Regions from separate parts of the Mus musculus genome. Here region 2 is linked to region 1. The links are chromatin contacts, called in public HiChIP or PLAC-seq maps. All regions are on one chromosome and are shown on one strand. The core of a region is the stretch at or near the end of the contact, and the rest is flanking DNA. Distances in the headings are between cores, read along the strand shown. Region 1 overlaps Plagl1 (pleiomorphic adenoma gene-like 1). Region 2 holds the start of Adgrg6 (adhesion G protein-coupled receptor G6).

Region 1 (3,247 bases), core at 44-2,543:
ATGCTTTTAAATGCCTCCTCTAGAGGGGCTGATGGAGGCTCGCAAACTTATGAAGGCAAAAAAAAAAAAAAAAAGTGTTTGATAATACGCCATAAAGGAACAGCAACAGCATTGATCAGGTTCAATAGACCAATCAGGTTTTCCTAAAATGTAGCATTTGCAGTGGAAGCCTGGTTAAGTAGTTACATTCATAGGATGTACAGAGAGCCATCAATCCCCATTCATCCAGCCACATTTACTGAGCCAAGAACTTTGCTGGGCTTGAAGATATAAAAATGAATAGGACACAGCTGCTTTACCTCTAGCTAAAAGAATACACCTAAACAAAGAGCTCTGGGGGACGTGTTAAGTGCTGTGGTTGAGGTATGCACAAAGGGCTGGGGCCAAAGGAGGGAGCCATAAATTCTTTCTGGGAAATCAAGCATCAGGCCAGTGAGGGAAGAGAGCTAAGAAAGGGTGGGGTATTTCCTTGCCATAAACCAGAGCTCCTACTTTACCATGTTCTGAAAAGGAAGGTAGTTAATTTTAAGATTTACAAACTATTGTTACTCCAGGAGCTATCTCCGTCCACTGTCTGTCGCATTTGTTTCCGACACACTCTGCGGACATTCTCAGCAGTTCTGGGACTAGAAAAAAAAAAAAAACTCCATGATGTGTAATCATTGTATCCCTGCAATAATCACAAGACAGAATGGGTCCCCGCCATGAACTTAGATCTCAAGTTCAAAGATGTTTTGAAACAAACAAATGAAAAACAAACTTTGAAGGAGCCAGCCATGCCATTAATGCTTCTTCTTGGTGGAAAGAAAGGAGGGGATCACCTGATTATATCATGGTTCGCATTTGTCTTTCTGTCTGGGTTTTAAAAAGAGAAGGGCACGTTGAATGGCCGGCTACTTGCCGTCATTCATTATGCATACCATATTCCTACTTATAGCATAGTTGGGACAAAACCCCCATTGTTCATTACACACTAGCCCCAAACTTGAGTCATTCTAATGTAAGCATGAGAAACTCCCGGCTCCTTTGGGGTGAATTTCCAAATTCCTCTGTGTTAAATTGAGGTCTAATTTTTCCTGTGCCTGGTTTTCACAAGAAGGTCCATTCCACCCCATGCGCTCCCTTTCAGCTGTCAATAAACAGAGGCAGTGAATTCCCCACAGCTTTACAAAGCTAGTTAGGCAGACCCATTCACTCCTTCAGGAAAACAGCGCATTGATTTCAGCCAGTTCCCAGGGTGCAGCAGGAACAAAGAGATCAAAGGCCCACCTCTCTCTCCCTCTAAAGCTTTCATTAAGGCCCAGCCCAGACAAACTGCGACAGGTCTCCTTGAGACCAGGAGAGGGCCGGGCAGACCACCTCATGGTTCAATTCAAATTCATCTGTTTCCTACATTCCAGTGACAGTCCAGAATGCTAACCGTGACAAAACGATACAATCGGCTGGCATAATATACTGCTCACTAGTTCATCCAAGGTCAGGGGGAGAAGAGAGGCCTGGAGGAAAGTCCTAGGTTTCTAGATCCTGCTGGGCCTCAATGGCTCCCTGACATTCCATAAATAAACTTCTTCTCTCTCGCTCTCCCTTTCTCCTTCCATGGTATCTTTACGAATGGTGATCCACTTAACCGTCTGAAATTTCTTTTCTCCACTGAACCCAAACTCTCTGGAAAGTTTCTTCCCAACCTAACAGTTGTATAGGTGTGGTGGAAGGTCCCCCGACCAGCCCCTTATCAATCCACTCCTGTGTTCCAGCAAAGCCCCTACACTGTACAAGTTCCTGGTTACTTCAAGTGAAAAGTGTAATTTCTAACTTCTAGACGTTCCCGAAGGCACCGTCCCCAGGGAAGGCCACACAGCTCAGAGAAGAGTATAGTTTGTATAAATTCTGTTTGCTAAACAGAAATAGGAACAGGGGCGAAACAGTTACCTTTTTTTTCCCCTTTAACTTGGGGAATCTAGCTGGGTAGCCAGGTCCTAAATAGTGGTCTCTGTGTGAAGGAGTGTTTGCACGTTTGTGGGAGTGAAGAGGGCTAGCCAGGGGCAGGGCGAACCAACAGAGTCTGAAAGAAAATATGTTTTCCCAAGGGGGGGTTACCTCTATTAAACAAACATAATTAAAAGGGTTTCTAAATTTGCCCTTGAATTCAGAACTGCTCCTTTGAGGCGACCTTCACCAAACCCTGTAATGAAATGTGTTCGTGTCTGTCACTCATCCTGAGTAAACAGGAGAGATGGCTTACCTTTCAAAATTCCTAAACCGAAGAGAAAATAAACAATATTGGAACTAAAGGTATGGAAAACCCACTTCTTGATGCAGAACACACCCTTCCCACATGCCCAGTTCCAAGCTTCAGTACTGTCCTAGGGCTCACCACAGATTTCCTGAGCCCTGAATTCACTGATTCTTGTCTATCTTTAACTACTACAGAGGTACCACAGAGAGTAGTCAACAGCCCTCTGTGAAAGGCTTCCACTTATTTTCAAGGTTAGACAGGAATGAGCTTTAAAAAGGCCAAAGTGGCGATTGTGATAGCACACGCTGGTAATCTCAGCATGGCCCTCAGACGCTCACAGTGTTGGGTCACGAGTTCAAGGCCAACCCTAGGCTCAATAACGAGAGCCTCTCTCAGAAAACTAAAGAAGGAGAAAAAGAGACAAAAGGGGAAGGGAAGAAGATGATAAAGGCAGGGAGGGGAGACAGGTGCCTGTGACAAAGACAAGTGACTGTTTTATCAAGAATGTTAAGCTAAATCTGTCCATTGACGTACTTTAGGTTAAGGGGTTACACTAACATCTCTGTTTTCCTAGTCTTCTGAAATGGAGACAAAAATATCTGTCAGGAATTTCTTTACAAGGTACTGTGAAATTAGCATGCCTCCAAAGCTTGCTCATGACAGGAAGCTGGTCTTATGATCGGCGTCACATAATTGCAGGTCACTCTGACTCAAACAAGGTTCTCTGGAAACTCATTAAGCTCCTCTACATCAAATTATTTTTCAGAAGTACTCATGAAATTTACTACTTTAAGAAAGCCTGTGGCCAGGGTCAAACACACTCATGGGCTCACTTACCAATCTTTCAGAAGCATTTGCAAAGAACTGCGATATTACAACTTGATCCTCCTCTTACAACTGACTGAGGCATTATGAACGTGTTTCTCAGAGAGGAGAAAATGGGCTCTAGCAAGGTGAAGAGACTTGCCAGTGTCATACAGCAGGAGGATGGAAACTCCAAGTGTTCAGTCT
Region 2 (3,569 bases), core at 646-3,145, 1.4 Mb before region 1:
AGGGATGAGAGTAATCATTGTCAAAGAGTAAGCAAAACAGTGGGTGGAAGAACCTCATGAAGAGCTTCCAGGTAGACATTGGTCCTGTCGAGCCTTCAGAGCTAAGCTACACCCAGATTCCAGACCCACAAAACTGTAAAATTATGTCGTTTTGAAAAGTTCTAGGAGGAACGTTAAATCCTTGAGACAATCTAGTGTCACAGAGGCGGCCTTGAACTGAGAGTCTCTAAACCTTAGACTCGAACCCTGATCATTTCTGAATAATTAGTGCAGACTATGCCTCCCTGGACCTATTTCTCTACCTGTAAAACCAAAACCATCTCAGCTTTCCTTAAATGAAGCAGTTTGATTCTTTATTAATTCTACTGTGTTTTTTTTTTTTTAAACGTTAAAATAAATACTGATAAAAATCAAAAGAACACAGGCTGGATCAGAAGTAGTCTAGATTGCTGGCGGCTTTCCAGCTTCCTCTTTCTTTTGCCTGAAACTATCTGTCCTCAGTCCTGTTTTACCTCTTTGCCTCCTACCCCAACCCTTCTCTACCACTAGCCAATCAGGGTTAATCTACTTTTATGGCTTTTGTGTGTGTGTGTGTGTGTGTGTGTGTGTGTGTCTACAAGGAAAGCCGTACTGCCTCACTCTGAATGGAACCAAGTCTGGAAAGGCCGCCGCCCCTAGCACTCTGAATTTAGTCTGGTAAGGCACAGCGCAAGGGACCCTCTGCTGGAGCGCTTCCCTGTCTTTTAGCAAGTGGGTGTGCCTATATCCCTTGCAAAGCAGTTTCTCAGGAGAAGCATTGCCTGGCTGTCTTGACTTCCCCTAGTGAGCGGCTGCACTTGTATTAGTAAATTAATTCCACTCAAACAGAAAAAAAAAAAAGTTAAATTTAAAGGAGGCATATCGCCCCAAACCTCTCAAGCCCTCCTCCACCTTTCCCTCATTAAATACCCTTCCCCCTGTCTTTCTTTCTTTTCTTTCTTTCTTTCTTTCTTTCTTTCTTTCTTTCTTCCTCTCTCTCTCTCTCTTTTCTTTTCCATTTTCTTTTCTTTTCTTTTCTCTTCTCTTTTTCTTTTCTCTTCTCTTCTCTTCTCTTCTCTTCTTTCCTTCCTTTCTCTCCCTTCCTTCCTTCCTTCCTTTCTTCCTCTCTCTCTCTCTCTCTCTTCTTTTCTTTCTTTCTGGAGGAAAATTGAGGGGACGGGCGGGGGGGGGGGGCGGAGGAGGAAGAACTAAGAAAGGGAAAAGTAAGGGACAGCCCGGGTTCTTGGCAGCGTTCAGAACACATGCCCACTGGCGCGCCTGCGTTCGGAGCTCCTTCACCCAAGCTCTGCGGGTTTCTGCTCTCGCGGCCCGCGGGTGACCTCGGGGTCAGCGGGGTCCCCTCCCCGGAGCTGCTTCTGGCTCTGTGCCAGTCTTCCAACCCCGCCGCCCGCGCCGGTCCCGCCCCGCGTGGCGACTTCTCCCTTTGCCTCTGCCCTCGGGTGGCCGGCCCTGGGTGGGGCAGCTGCGCCTGCAGGACGGTCCTCTGTCCTCTGAACGCCTAGAGCTGGGGCCACCCGGGGGGCGCGCCGAGCCGCACCTGAGCCTCAGGGGGAAACGGACGCCAGCGCTGCGCCGCGACTGGCCGCAGGCTCAGGAGCCTGGTGATCTCAGCCTCTCCAAGCCCCGCAGGCCGGGATCGGACGCCACCCGCTCGCCGGAGCCCTTCGTCCCAACTCTTGTGAAAGTTCTTCGCCCGGGCGGCAGAACCTGCCGCGGTCAGCCGCTCCCCCGCGCGCCGGACCTGATCTTGAACTCCACGGCGCGCGCCCCGGGTCCACCTTGCGCCGCCCCTTGCGCAGGCGACGAGCAGCTGCCGGGAAACCCTATGAACTCTCGAGAAAGGGCGTGACGAAGGGTCCTGCGGGTCGCGGTCCCGAAAGCCGGGATCTTCTTCGGTGGAGCTTGAGGGCAACAACGCAGAGAGCGCTGGAGGATGAGTGTGCGGCCTCTGGGAATCTCCACACGGTAATGCCAGCATGTAAGTCGCCTTCCAGGTTGGAGCCCATCGCACCTCCATCTGTGTCCCCTTCACCACTTTAGAGCAGCGCTTCCTAGAAAGGTACCAACTGCAGTAAGAGAAGCTTCAGCGTGCCTCCTCGAGGCACCCGGGACTGGGTATTGCCAAACAGAGCCGGAGCATGTGTGTGTGGCTTTCTCCCCTAGAGAACCCTTTCTCCCCTAGAGAGTTAAACCTCACTTTTGGGCAGTGGAAAAAATAAGAATGGCAGGGTTTTGATTCAGGTTAAACAAGTAGGAACGCACTGTGTATCTGTCTTCAGGGTCCTGGTCCTGTCAAGCCAGCATTCCCGGGATCAACACCTAGGGTCTGGGAAGGTACTGCCAGCGAGACATTGGCTTTCAGCTGTCATTTTTGCCTGTAGAAGTCCTTCTTAGACCTCATAGATATTTAAATGAGTTTTTTATCCAGTTGTAACCTCCCACCTCTCGCCGTTTTCTTTGAAGAACTCAGAAAAGTGTTCTCAGTAGAAGATGTTGATTAACAAGTAAATAAGGAATGATGGAGGCTTCCGGTAGAATTACAAGTAGGAGGCACTGGAGGAGAGGGTGAGACAGAAAAAGCATGAAGGTTTTGCCTGGATGGAACTACCATCCAAGTTGTGGGATGGCTCAGAGGGACCTGGTGAAAGAGCAGCCTCCGCAGTTCCTGGCCTTCCCAACTGGTCAGTGATTCTCAGAAGGGTCACACTTATCTTTGCGGTGAACTTAAACGTTGTTGCCTTTTTTCACACTGTAATTATTCCCTCGGCCATTTGCTTTATTCTTGGGCCATCAACTTGGCAGACGTTTAACCCCCTTCCACTAACTTGTTGAAGAGGTATAACAAATTGATACTTCCCTCACTCCATTACTCCATCCTTACTTATTTCCACTTCAATTTCCTCTTCCAGGTTACCACCAAGCATCTTGAGTCTTTATTTCCCTTCGCTGCTCTGTCCTGTCTGCATCCCCAAACGCGTTTTTAAGGTGGGAGACAGAACAGAGCATACCAACCACACCCGCCATGCCGCAGCTCTGATCTCTGCTCTGTGCCTTGTAATGAATACCACTTATTTTTATTAAAACTCCATGTGAAGTAATGCCACACCTGTGACTTTTACAGTTTTGCTTCTGCCAGTGGAATGGACGAATGGATAACTTGTAAGCGTTTGTCTTGGGAAACAGCCAGCCTTGTAACATAAGACTGGTTCGCCTATGCAGGCAACAGGTTTGGAATGACTGCTAAGTTTGTTTCCAACTTCAGTTTTTCCTGCAAACATACCCTGACTTTTCACTGGAGATGTTTAGGCAGCCTCCCCAGGTATAGAGACCTCATGGGATTAAAAGCACACACACACACACACACACACACACACACACACACACACACACACACACACTACTGATCAACCAGTAATGATAACACTCTCGCAATTTGGATTAAGTGTGATTAAATTTATGTCTTCTCAGGTTGAGTCATGAGCAAACAATCATTCAAAGCTTTTTGTCCTTGATTTAAATTTCTTTACCAA

Evidence for each region. HiChIP or PLAC-seq counts read pairs in DNA pulled down with a chosen protein or histone mark.
Region 2: a contact with region 1 is called in an H3K27ac HiChIP or PLAC-seq map of embryonic stem cells, with 4 times the contacts expected there. The contact joins the promoter of Adgrg6 here to the enhancer-like site in region 1. A contact is called at or near these places in 2 of 39 promoter capture datasets (hippocampal neurons and liver), 1 of 115 datasets of contacts at active chromatin or transcription factors (embryonic stem cells) and 1 of 9 other capture datasets (adipose tissue).

The regions. Positions count from the first base shown.
Region 1 is chr10:13,106,202-13,109,448 of GRCm38.p6, reverse strand. All of the region lies in intron 2 of Plagl1 (pleiomorphic adenoma gene-like 1), which reads right to left. Among named protein-coding and RNA genes, the nearest start is that of Hymai, 17 kb to the right of the region's middle. Within about 2 kb of position 1,293, at least 58 of the 459 cell types and tissues checked have an H3K27ac peak or open chromatin away from gene starts, as enhancers often do. A contact at or near this core is called in embryonic stem cells, where this site is marked.
Region 2 is chr10:14,543,362-14,546,930 of GRCm38.p6, reverse strand. It overlaps Adgrg6 (adhesion G protein-coupled receptor G6), which reads left to right and starts at 1,895. Exons shown (of 25, transcript NM_001002268.3): 1 at 1,895-2,017. The coding sequence starts at 2,016.